Regions from separate parts of the Anas platyrhynchos genome. Here region 2 is linked to region 1. Evidence: chromatin contacts called from public Hi-C data. All regions are on one chromosome and are shown on one strand. Each heading gives the region's core, a stretch centred on a gene start, on an enhancer-like site or on the middle of the called end of the contact. The rest is flanking DNA. Distances are from core to core; before and after follow the strand shown.

Region 1 (5,529 bases), core at 1,216-3,715:
CACATTATCACAAGAAAACACTTTGGAGAGGGGAAGAAGATGTCATCGCAGAGTGGTACTGGGAACTGGTGAAGCCCAAGATGGAAAAATAATTGCATGCATGTTTTTTAATACAACAGGATTCCCCCAAGCTCATTAAAGCAGATGGAAGTTTTAAAACCTGTATTACTTTAAAAATTAATTTACAGCTGTGGGGCTTGGTGGCCCAGAGAACATTAAAATGATAAATCCAGAAAGGTGATGTGAGCAGAAAGGAGGATTACTTCGGTCACAACATGGCCTCTCAACGTGAGAGAGGGGAGATGTCACAGTTTTGTTCCATACCCTCCGTGGCTTCCTCCGTGCTGTTGTTTCTGGGCTTAACCCAGATTTTAAACCACTGTAACAAAGTATTAAAATTTCCTCCTGAATGACTTGTGATCCCCAAACTGTTCTGAAGCCTCTCTGCTTTATCTGAGACCGGGTTATGGGACAAGGCTTGTGGTGGTGATGGGACCAAACGTCTGCTGGGAGGCAGCAAAGCCGGACCTAGCGCAGGTTCATGCGTGGTGGGTGGATGCTGACCAGAGCAAGCCAAGCCCCCGGGAATGCACCGTCTCCTCCCATCCTATATCTGCAGGATGCCAGCACCAAGGAGCAGGGGCACTTGAGGTATTGCAGAACAAAGGCTGAAGGTTGCATTCAGCACACACCAGCCCCTGCTTGCTTGGGAGAAAGGAGTCCTTTGTTTGGGAACAGCAGGTACTCCCACAAAAACATGCCGGTGCTGTTTGCTCGTGCAAAAACCCACGTTACACACAAAGGTGGTTTTGCACAAAGCTGTAGCCCCTCATGCTGGTGGCACCCCAACACACAGGCAGTGCCTGGGGTGCCGCACATCCCCACGCCCGCATCCACTGCTGCGGGTGGTAGTGGGGACACCGAGCTCCAAGAGGGGAGAGGAACAGCCCCTGCCTTGCACAGCCCCTCCTGCCCACACATTTATAGTAGCATGCCTCTGGTTTCCTCTTCGTACCCAACAAACTGACTTTACCAGTAAATTAACTTTATCCTTTTGCTGGCCAGCCTGACAAACGAGAGCAAGGCGGATTTTTCCGCTGGCCCATTAGCGGAGCCCCAGCGCCTCGCAGTGACTCACAGGGCTCCCGGCTGCCTATTGAAGGGGTCGGGGCCGAACAAAGCCCCCATTCACTGCCCGGCTCTGCTGGCTTTCCTTTGAGCCCATGCTGCTTTATTTTTATTCTTTCCCAAACATTGTTGGCTAATTTCATTGACAAAATTCATAACTTGGGGTTGGAGAGCCCGCTCCTATTCAGCTACGGGCGCTGGGGGTTTTGTTTTTCTTTTCCACGGTCTCCGTCCCGCCTCGTTCCCCACTTCCCCCGAACCCACTGTCCAGGCAGCGCTGCGGGGGGATGGAGCCCTGCACACAACATTTGGGTGGTTTTCAGCTTTCGGATGGGGAAGGAAAAGCAACCTGACAAAATCCGAACCCAAACCACGAGGGTGATGCAGGGGGCAATGAAACAGGACTGGAATTGTGCACCACAACTGAGTGACCCCTCAAAGCACACAGCAAAAGGCTAAAAACAAAAGCCTATTTAGCTTTTATATCTGCAACGCTCTGCATCCCTTTCAGTTAATTACAGCTATTTAAAAACATCTGCATTTCATAAAGAACTTTCTTTCTTTCTTTCTTTCTTTCTTTCTTTCCCCTATGGCTGCCCCTCCTGAGACATCTCTCAGCAGGCTGCTGGGTTACACAGTAATTACAGTCCCCAAGTACCTGACATCACCACCAAGTGCACCACATGATGGTTTCAGCAGCAAGAGAAACAATATTACTCAGGATAGGTCTGAGCCAACGTCCCAGCTCCAAACACCGTCATTTTCTTTGGCAAACTTCAGAGCCGGAGCCGAGCCGGGGCCTCTGTGCAAACATTAGGGACGCAGAACCGAGGAGCCATTTTGGCACCCCTGAAGAACCTGCAACAGGCTTCTGTAATTTATACACGTGGACAATAGATGCACATCGTTCTGATTCTGGCTGCCAAAGCACTGCTCCCAGCAAGGCTTTGTGGTGTTTCATGCAGCAATTCCTCTTCCTCCTCCTCCTCCTCCCCAGGGCCAAGGCCAGGTCCCTGCCCCGCCAGCTCCCACCTGAGGGAGCGTGGCCCCGCTGCGGCCTAGCCCAGGACCTCCCTTCTTGTTCACTCATCGGCCTTTTTGCATGCCAAGAGGCCACAGTGTGAGGGCAAATGTGGCTTTTGGTCCGTGGAGCAAGAGGTTTACTCCTTGAGTGTGTTTGCCAAAGCCGTGTCGCTGTGGGGGGAGGCTGGGAGCAGGCCAGGGGCCGTGGCTGCCTCACAGCCGAGCTGGGCTTGCCCCGGGCGCAGACATCCCCGGCACCTTCACATCTGAACAACAAGCAGGGGAAGAAAACCACACGATTTCCTCTGCAGACAGCTGTACCCAACACATTCACAGCAAGAGCAAGCCTTTTAAAAACAAAGCAAAACAGAGTCCTCCCCCGAGCAAACATTTTATCCTGTCCTGGCTTAATTGGGGAATAAGCTTAACTCACTTTCAGGACAAAGTGCAAAGGAAAGGATAAAAGCAAGTCAAGCCAAGCGCTGTACCCTGCTGTGATCACGAGCAGGGGCTGTGTCTGTGTCTCCTGAGGAGTCGGCAGTGCTGGTTTGCAGGCTCAAAGCCAGCATGGAGGAGGCAGGATCCGGCCACTTCACATGCAGCTGCTGTGTCCTGGGTGCCTGCCGCCGTGGGGAAAGCTCCGTGATGAGCTCCGATGCTCATCAAACACAATGAACGTCCTCGGCTGCCCCCATGGCACTGAGGGGGGCAGAGTACCTGTCACGTTCCCCAGGGAGGTCCTTACATGGGCCAGCCCTCGCTTTGCAGCTCACCCAGAACCCCCCAAGCCTCCCAAAGGCAAGCTGCAATTCCCTAAGTGCGAGGGCCTCCTTCAGAAATGATGAGAGGTGTGTGCTTGCTTATCTCCAAAGAACAGTTTACCCCCCAAAAAATACTTTTGAGACTTGCTTCTGCTTTCCTCGCTTTCTTTTCCACAAACCACTCTGCTGCCCCTGCCCTGAACAGCGCTCTCCTCCTGGGGTCCTGGGTCACTTCTTGTTTTCAGGGCCTATATCACATCGAGGACAGCTAATGATCCCCTGGATACTTCTCCTCGATGACTTTTTCCTGCAAGGACGGCTGGGGTCCTGCAGGGAGGAGATGCAGAGCCTCATGGATGGGACAAACGGCCCCCAGCATCTCCGTGCTGCTCTGTGGCCCATGCCTTAGGGATGCTGCCCCTTCCACCAGCAGCACTGCAGATTACACTTAAATTAAGTCTCTCTGCTAATTTTTTTTTCCCTGCCCGTGGACTCTCCCATCCCTAATCCTTTAATCCTGGTTTGGTTTCAGGACCCCAAGGCAGCCGCGGTGGCACGGGGACAGGGACGCACGTCTGAAGGGCAGATCTATCCTTCAGCTGAAGGGAGAAGGATTTGGCTTTCTACATGCAGAGAAGATAATAAATAAATAAATAAAAAGCTTGTTATATACCGGAATACCTTCCTCCCTCACCAAAGGTCAAACTTAGATCCAATTTCAGTCAGGAGGGAGACGTCTGTCAGACAAGCACTAATCACTATTTAGTATTCATATTCACCTATTAGAAGCTCCATGCTGTAAACATGTCTATGAATTAACAAGGCATCTGGCCTCTCTTATACAATATGAGCAGCTTGGATCATGAAGTGTCTGCAGAAAATAAAAAGTGCCTTCCATCTGTCTCTCCCAAATATCACTGCTATCACCAAAGCAAACAGACCCGCTCTTCCAAGGCACGGCGCGGCCGCCTCCCCCAGCACGTGTTACTCAAACACAAACAAGCGTTCCTCCAGCGCGGCTGACAGATCTGAAGCTGCTCTGAGGAACACAGCTCAAATTAAGAACAGGAAGAAAATAAAGAGCTGAAAAATAACTGGGGGAAAAAAAAAAGGCTTCCTAATGATGAAGCTTCTTCTCAGCGGCCTGGTGGATCACCCATGGTGCTGGCACCCTTGGGAGCTCGGCGCTGCCTGGGTGAAGATGTGTGGGGCAGGACCGGCACCAGGACCTGTGCTGGAGGCAAAGCCAGTCCTGGGTATGGGATCAGCCACCTCTCATCACCCTTCTCTGGGCTAGATGGGGGCTTGGACAGGAAACAACCCCTTGGCTCCTTGCTTGAAGGTGATTTGGGGTGCTCTGGATGGGACCTTCTGGCAAAGAGTGTTTGCACCTTTGGGGTACACAGCGGGGAAGGTTGCTGTGGGATCATGGTGTGTGATGGCCCTTGGAAAGGCCAGAGACTCACCTCAGCCCTACACCACAAAAAGGCTGAACCCACCAAGCCCTGAGCCATCGCAAACACATGGCACAAAGGCCATGGGGCTGACTACCGGGGGGCCAACCCATTGTGACCCTGCGTGATTCCACCGTGAGCTGGTGTGACCCACAGCTTCAGTGGGGCCACCACACCGATCTGTAAGCCTCATCCCCAGTCCCTGGACTGTTTCCTTCCCTCCCTGCAGCTCATGAAGGCCACGGCTGGGCTCTCCTGCTGCTGCCTGTGGGACAGCGGGAGCAGCACCGCAGCTGGAGCCCCTCAGCACCTACCCAGCGTGCGGATCGATGCTGGCTCAGATCGATGAGGAATCCTCGCAGCCCGGCAGCCTCCAGCAGCAGGTCTAAGTATGTTTGTAATTGCGTCTACAAATATTTGCGCTTTGCAAAGCAAAAAAAGCCTCGACCAAACAAACCCGATGCGGCTACAGCTGCTGTGCTGGGACCTCAAGGTGCAGGTGCTGGAAATACCCACCTGTGCCATTTGGCATGCAAATATGTCAGAGAAATAAATCAACCTCTCTCTCGTGACGAAATGGTGGGAGAGTGGCTGGGAGGCAGCCCAGAGCAGCTGGCGTCGAGCCGGAGAAGGTTGGAAGGAAGGAGTAAGAAGAATAAGGGAGGGAAAGGTTGGGTTTAGCTTCCTGTAAGATGATCCCGAGCGGCCCCGTCTGGGGGCCCTGGTGACTGAAGAAAGGTCTCGCCGTCACCATTCAGAAGGTCGCCAGGATCCTTTGGTCTGTCCTACCACTGGGGAAAAGCTTTTGGAAAACAGGTGCTTTCCTTGCCTTGAGGATTTACCTTCCTCTGCTACAGCACATTAACCCCTCGTGCTGCTGTGAAAGCCCCCAGGGAGACCACCACGTGCCTCGTGGCAGGGACATGGGAGCCTCGCAGCCACCAGAGCCACCTCCCCTGGGACAGGGCCACCACCGACACGGTGCTCAGGACCCGTCCTCTGGGCCAAGGACCTCATTTCCTTCAAACACTGCTCATTTTCTCAAAAAAGCTAAGGGCAGCCAGCAGCTGGGCAAGCACTTCCTCACCCTGCAGGCCAGCACGCCTGCAGTGACCCCATCCCACCTCCCGGGTGGCTTTTAGTCTGACCACGTTGCTGCCTGC
Region 2 (5,529 bases), core at 1,899-4,398, 39 kb before region 1:
CACAGATTTAATTTATATTATATGCACATATTTATTTTGTATACACGTACTTAGACTTATCCAAAGGAAAACAGACCAGCATTGTAAGGACTGTTCACCTGCGAAATACTGCTTGGTTTAACATGTGAAATCCTAAGCTTTTCTTTCCCCACACACGCACTGTTCACTGATCACTGTTGATAACTGCTGATAAATTTTCCAAGCCTTCAAGGATTGTGTCCAGTTTCTATAAAGTTTTATTTCTGCTGAAAACATTTTGCACCAAGTCCAAGTGCAGAAAAAGAGGAAAATACCAAAGCTGTCTAGGCAGGCCACAAAAACAACAGGTCTTTAATGGCTTTACAGAGCTACCTATTATTGTATTAACTTTGTTTTTTAATATGTTGCTTCCTGCACGTTAGCGTAGGGCAGTCAGCAGGGAGACAAATCCACGATGCCTCCATCGCCCCGTGTCGGTAAGGGCAGGCTGTAAGTGCCAGCTGATGGTGTTCATGCTGCCTGACCCTGACGTTATTAAAGACTCACCCAAACACTCCAGGCCAGAATTACCCAGCGCCATTTAAGCATTCCTCCTCCGCTGCGTGAGCAGGCAGCTGCGACAGCAGGGGGAGCACACGGCTCCAGATCTGCCACCCCCGGGGGACAGTGACGGGGGACAATGACGTGGCCCCCAGAGCAGGCTCGGTCCAGGTTCTGCTCAGCACCCCGAGGGAAGTCAGCGCTGCCATAAAAAGAACACTGTGTAAAATATGGCAAGTGTTTTAAAGCATGTTCTGGATTGCAATTAAAAAACAGCCATAAAAACAAATGTGCAAAGCACGGGTGCAGTAATGCAGTGACCATTTAATGGATTGGAAAGTTGTAACCTGGAATAAAATACTGCCTAGATCCCAAGTATCAGTAAAAGGAGATTATGGATTTAAGTTTCCACTGTTATTATGTGTCTGATTTATTGTCCAGAAACTTTAAGTTAGAATTAGACTTTTTAAAGTCTTTGTAGCCATAATAAGGCACCACATCACAAGGTCTTCACATTCAAAATGTATTTTACCATTCAAGGTCCAAACTGGAGAAATACTATACACACTCGTGGCATCAACTCAGTTATCCTAACCCCTCATAAAATAATGTGAATGGACAGAACACTACGGATCAAGTGTTTAAGCATTTTTCCTGATGTAAATGGCTTTTCATTAGTACCCTCTGGAGGGAAATAAAATGCTTTATCTTACGTCTAAGAAAGTAACTAAGGACCTTCTCTGTACAAAAATGTTACTGCCAAGGCAACACATTTCTGAAATGTATACTGAACGAAAGGTGAGACAGAGCCATGGGGCTTGCTGTTTGGCAAAGGAGAAAAAAGGTGAAGAATGGGCACCCTGGTCTGGTTCACATTCTCTGGGAAGGAAAAAAGAACATCAGAACTGAACAACTGAGGCAACTGAAGATTATCTCCAAGATTTGATTTCCCACAGTAACTATTGCACAAATCAGAAATAACTATAGAACAAACAAACAAAAAAAATCATGACTCTTGGAAGATGGCAGATATTAAAGTATGGAGCCCATGTCAGAAATATAGCATTGGATATATTATTTTCTTTCTGTTTCGTTCAGAAGACTTTCTCTTGTTGAGGAGAGATGCCAGACAGACAGAGGGGACGAGAACAGCCTCCCTCAGACGTGCTTGAGAAGAGCTGAAGGAGGGCTGGGTGGGCCCAGCACCTGCAGCACCCTCAGGAAGCCTTCTCATCTTCTGCCAACTGGGCCTAAACAACTGCAGCGCGAGCTGCTGGGAATTACAGCAAGTGATAGATCTGAATGTCTACTTCAGAGGTCTACCTGCAGAGAGCAAACGGTTAGAGAACAAAGAGGAAAGAGGGGGAAAGGAGAGTTGGAAGAAACTCCGCGTTATCAATTCAAGATGCTTACGGAATTAGAGAAGAGGCCACCTGAAATTTAGGAGCTCCTTAATGCAAGCTGAGTTCAGAGAGAAATAACTGAGCTACAAGAACCAGCAGCAGCACTGCTATGAGGCAGTTCAGATTACAGAGCTGAACGCCGGACTCAGCTTGAAAGGCATAAAAAGGACTCGGATTTTCCTTGTAAACAGCAGTAGTAAAATTACTGCTACATAGCTTAACTCAGACGTTATTTAATAATCCTCCAATTACAGATATTGCATTTAAAAATAATTCTAGACCAAGTGGAAGGATTTCTAGAGGAGAGAAACATAAATGACTATGGTTTGAAAAATGGCTTGAAAACACCAGCACGAAGAGAGGCTGCACGAAGGCTTGAGTCAAAAAGAGGACACACAAAAGGCTGCTGCGGGGAGGGGAAGGCCTGCTCTGCTCTGCACTTACCGGCAAATCAGACAAGAATGGGCTTAAATTACAGGAAAGACTGTTCAGGCTGAGCCCGAGACTACTTTCCAACAATAAACAAAATGTCTTTCAAGAACATCTGTTGGGCCTGTCTGACAGTGCGGACATGGGTAAGACAATCCCTTCTTGTTTGTCTGAAGGGCTGTAGCCAGTCCTGCGAGCCTAAGGCTTCAGTGTGAAATTTGGAGTTTTTAACGGAGTTGAGGGCTTGTCGATTCTGGAGCTTTGTAACCTCTATGCTTCAAAACTGTCCTGGGAGAGCCTGCACAGCCTTGGAGAGGACAAAGGTCTGGCTCCGTAAAAACTACTGGAAAGAAAAAAAAAAAGACACTTTGGATTTGGCTGCTTTTGCTATGTCAGAAGTGTTAAGGGCATCCTGAAAACGGGAGGATGGATCTTCAGGAAGCTCTGTGATGTGACAGGAGAATTACTACTGCCAACAAGGAAGAGGCCATCAAGAGCTGGAACCATTCCTCAGGTTCAGCCGGGCCCCTTGGGCGAGCAGCAATAGTTGCCGACATGCTCGGGGCAGCTGAGGAGTGCCAAAAGCATTTGGTGTTGCTGTTAAACACAGGTCCCACAAGTGCTGAGTGTCAGCCCCTGCTGCCGTGCTTCAAAAGCAAGGGCAGGATGCTTAGCAAGGACATTACCTCCTCTCCTGGTGATCTTGGACCTGCAATCAGCCGTGTGAGTAAGCACCTCCAGGAAGGTAATGCGCACTGCGCTGCCTAAACCTGTTCAGGAAGAACTGGAATGATGGGATGCACGGCACAAACACGGCCAGAATGCTTCAGAGCACTTACCGAAGCGTGAGCTGGTTAAACAGACACTTTAAGTAGTCGTGCAGAATTCGTAAAGTATGGGCTACCATCTCTAACAACTCAGGAAAAGCATTAAAATAATCTAGCAAAACACAAGGAAGTCAGGAGGCAGACCGGATTCTCAGAGCAGAGGAATGTCAACACCAGATAGCCAGCAGGAGAACACAAGGTCCCTCCAGCCAGAGGCTCCACGCTTTGCAAAAGAATCAAAACACTTCTTCATTTCCTTCGTTTTCCCAAAATAACCCTCTCCAGCATCTGCACAGTAACTACCATGAGAATGTGCACCGGTGTCACAGCATAAAGCTGGTTTCATCCTTCCCAAGGAGTGGACCAAGAAACCTTAGAAAGCTGGCATATGCCTCAAAACAGTCTGGCATCCCGTGTACCAAACTGAGCCAAGACATTTGCTCTCGCCTGATGAACCTCTCTTCAAGCTTGTAACTTGCAGATCCCACAGATATTATATGGGATACAAGCCTCCTCCAGGCAGTGGTGTGATAATCTATCAATAGAAAGTAGCCATCACGTTGCAGTTGAAGGAAAGTTGATAGGTTTTCATGGAGAAAACATCACAGCAGCTGAGTGTTTCCCATGAAAGAGTGACCTAAATGAGATAGTCCTTGAGGCAGACAAGAAACTGCCTTTATATACACACATCTTTAAATAAGGCTAAAAGCTAATGACAGACTTTAGTTCAGAAGGTAAAAGAACCGAACCAATAAGTAAGCAGAGCCATAACATCACTTGCAAGAAAACACATCTCGGGCTGCTGGGTGGGAAAGAAAACTAAGAGATGCTCCTGGTCCATGCTTCTCAGCAAACACAGAACAGAGTGATGGCATGTCAAAAATGAAAAATGCATCTGCTCTCCAGTACTAGGGCATATATGCTCTGGTGGACAAGAAATCTCAGACAACTGCCTATCGAATACGTATTTACCAATTTTAAATAAGCAGGCTGATAAAGAACAGAATGCATGCTATTGTCTCAACTGTCGTGACGTCAGAAAGTGCAACAGTTTGACTGTCTCACAGTCTCCGTGTTTAAATGTACTACATTAGGCAATGCCCATTACAGAAAGAGAGGTCTATTGCTGAGTATGGAAGTACACACCGTGGGCAGATAAATAATCATAAAACAGCATGCAGTTTGATCATAACAGCCACTATTATCATTGTGTAGCTGTGCTAAAATTGATATTCTAGAATGTACAGTTATCAACAACTGTATTGGCAGTTGTTGTGCCTTTCAGAAAGCAAGTCAGGGATTTATCTGAGAGGCATTAGCACCAAGGGGCACCAAGAGAATTAGCTCCAGATGCGAAAAGCCAAACTGGTGTTACCTCATTTGTTCTTAGTCTCTTCACAGGGTACTCTTATAATGTCCAGACTTGAAATTTATCAGGCAATGGACATCGTAAAGACAAATCTGAAGAAAGCATGTAGTCCTACTGCCTTTAAACAGTACAACGGTTACAGCATTTGAAAAATACTTTCATTTGTGCCTAGGGTCTGAAAGCTCCCATTTTCACCCTGTTTTAAAAATAAATATGCACAGGTAGGGCTGTTACCATCTCAAATCTGATAAGCCCACGTCATTTTCTAATTGAGGAAACTGAGAAAAGGGAAACCACATAGAAAAGCAGATAAATACTCTGCCTGTATTTATAAGACAAGCACATGCCTAAATTTTCATGATAGGAAACTACAACAGACTGTATAAAGCAGGAGATAAGCACTGTCTCTGAGGAGTACCAACACTATCAGGACCTCTGATTTGAGCTCTTACCCACTTTCCTATGCCCAGCTGAGGAACCTGAGAAGCCTTCCAAGGCAACCACCGAATGAGACTGGAGGTGCTTACTTGAGCTATAAGGAAAAGAAGCAACTCCGCAAAGAAGCTGAAGCACTTCGCTTCTTCAGAGGTCAGCTGTCCTGTAAATCCTGCTCAGGACAGGAGCACATCAGGAAGAGTATCGTTTCCGCTTTATTTTCAAATAACCCTCAAGTTTTGTGTTTGTTTTCTTTAAAAAGAGAATTACTTTTTGCCAAAATCCAGTACCACTAGTTTCAGTGCCTCATTGTCTGAAAATGGTGTTTATTTGAATGCTGAAGAGTCTGTAACTTCACAAGAGCTATAGAAGACCTAAAGCTTCACAACTGTCCTTGGCTGCAGGGTTCAGGGTATCAAGCCTTGACATACTCTCCTGCAAAAAGACACTGATGCTCATGCCACAATTAGTCTCTAAACTACGAAATCAACACAGACCAATATAAATAATGCTCACAAAGCAAAACAGAGCTTGTAATAAGGATTAT

What was found. Hi-C and Micro-C count contacts between places; a contact is called where the count stands out from the background.
Region 2: a contact with region 1 is called in a Hi-C map of liver, with 1.8 times the contacts expected there. The contact joins two enhancer-like sites. A contact is called at or near these places in 2 of 8 Hi-C or Micro-C datasets (liver and skeletal muscle).

What each region holds. Positions count from the first base shown.
Region 1 is chr19:7,985,892-7,991,420 of IASCAAS_PekinDuck_T2T, reverse strand. The region is part of intron 4 of TNRC6C (trinucleotide repeat containing adaptor 6C); the gene reads right to left. Among named protein-coding and RNA genes, the nearest start is that of TNRC6C, 180 kb to the right of the region's middle. Within about 2 kb of position 2,465, at least 2 of the 8 cell types and tissues checked have an H3K27ac peak or open chromatin away from gene starts, as enhancers often do.
Region 2 is chr19:8,025,315-8,030,843 of IASCAAS_PekinDuck_T2T, reverse strand. All of the region lies in intron 6 of TNRC6C (trinucleotide repeat containing adaptor 6C), which reads right to left. Among named protein-coding and RNA genes, the nearest start is that of SEC14L1, 150 kb to the left of the region's middle. Within about 2 kb of position 3,148, at least 4 of the 8 cell types and tissues checked have an H3K27ac peak or open chromatin away from gene starts, as enhancers often do.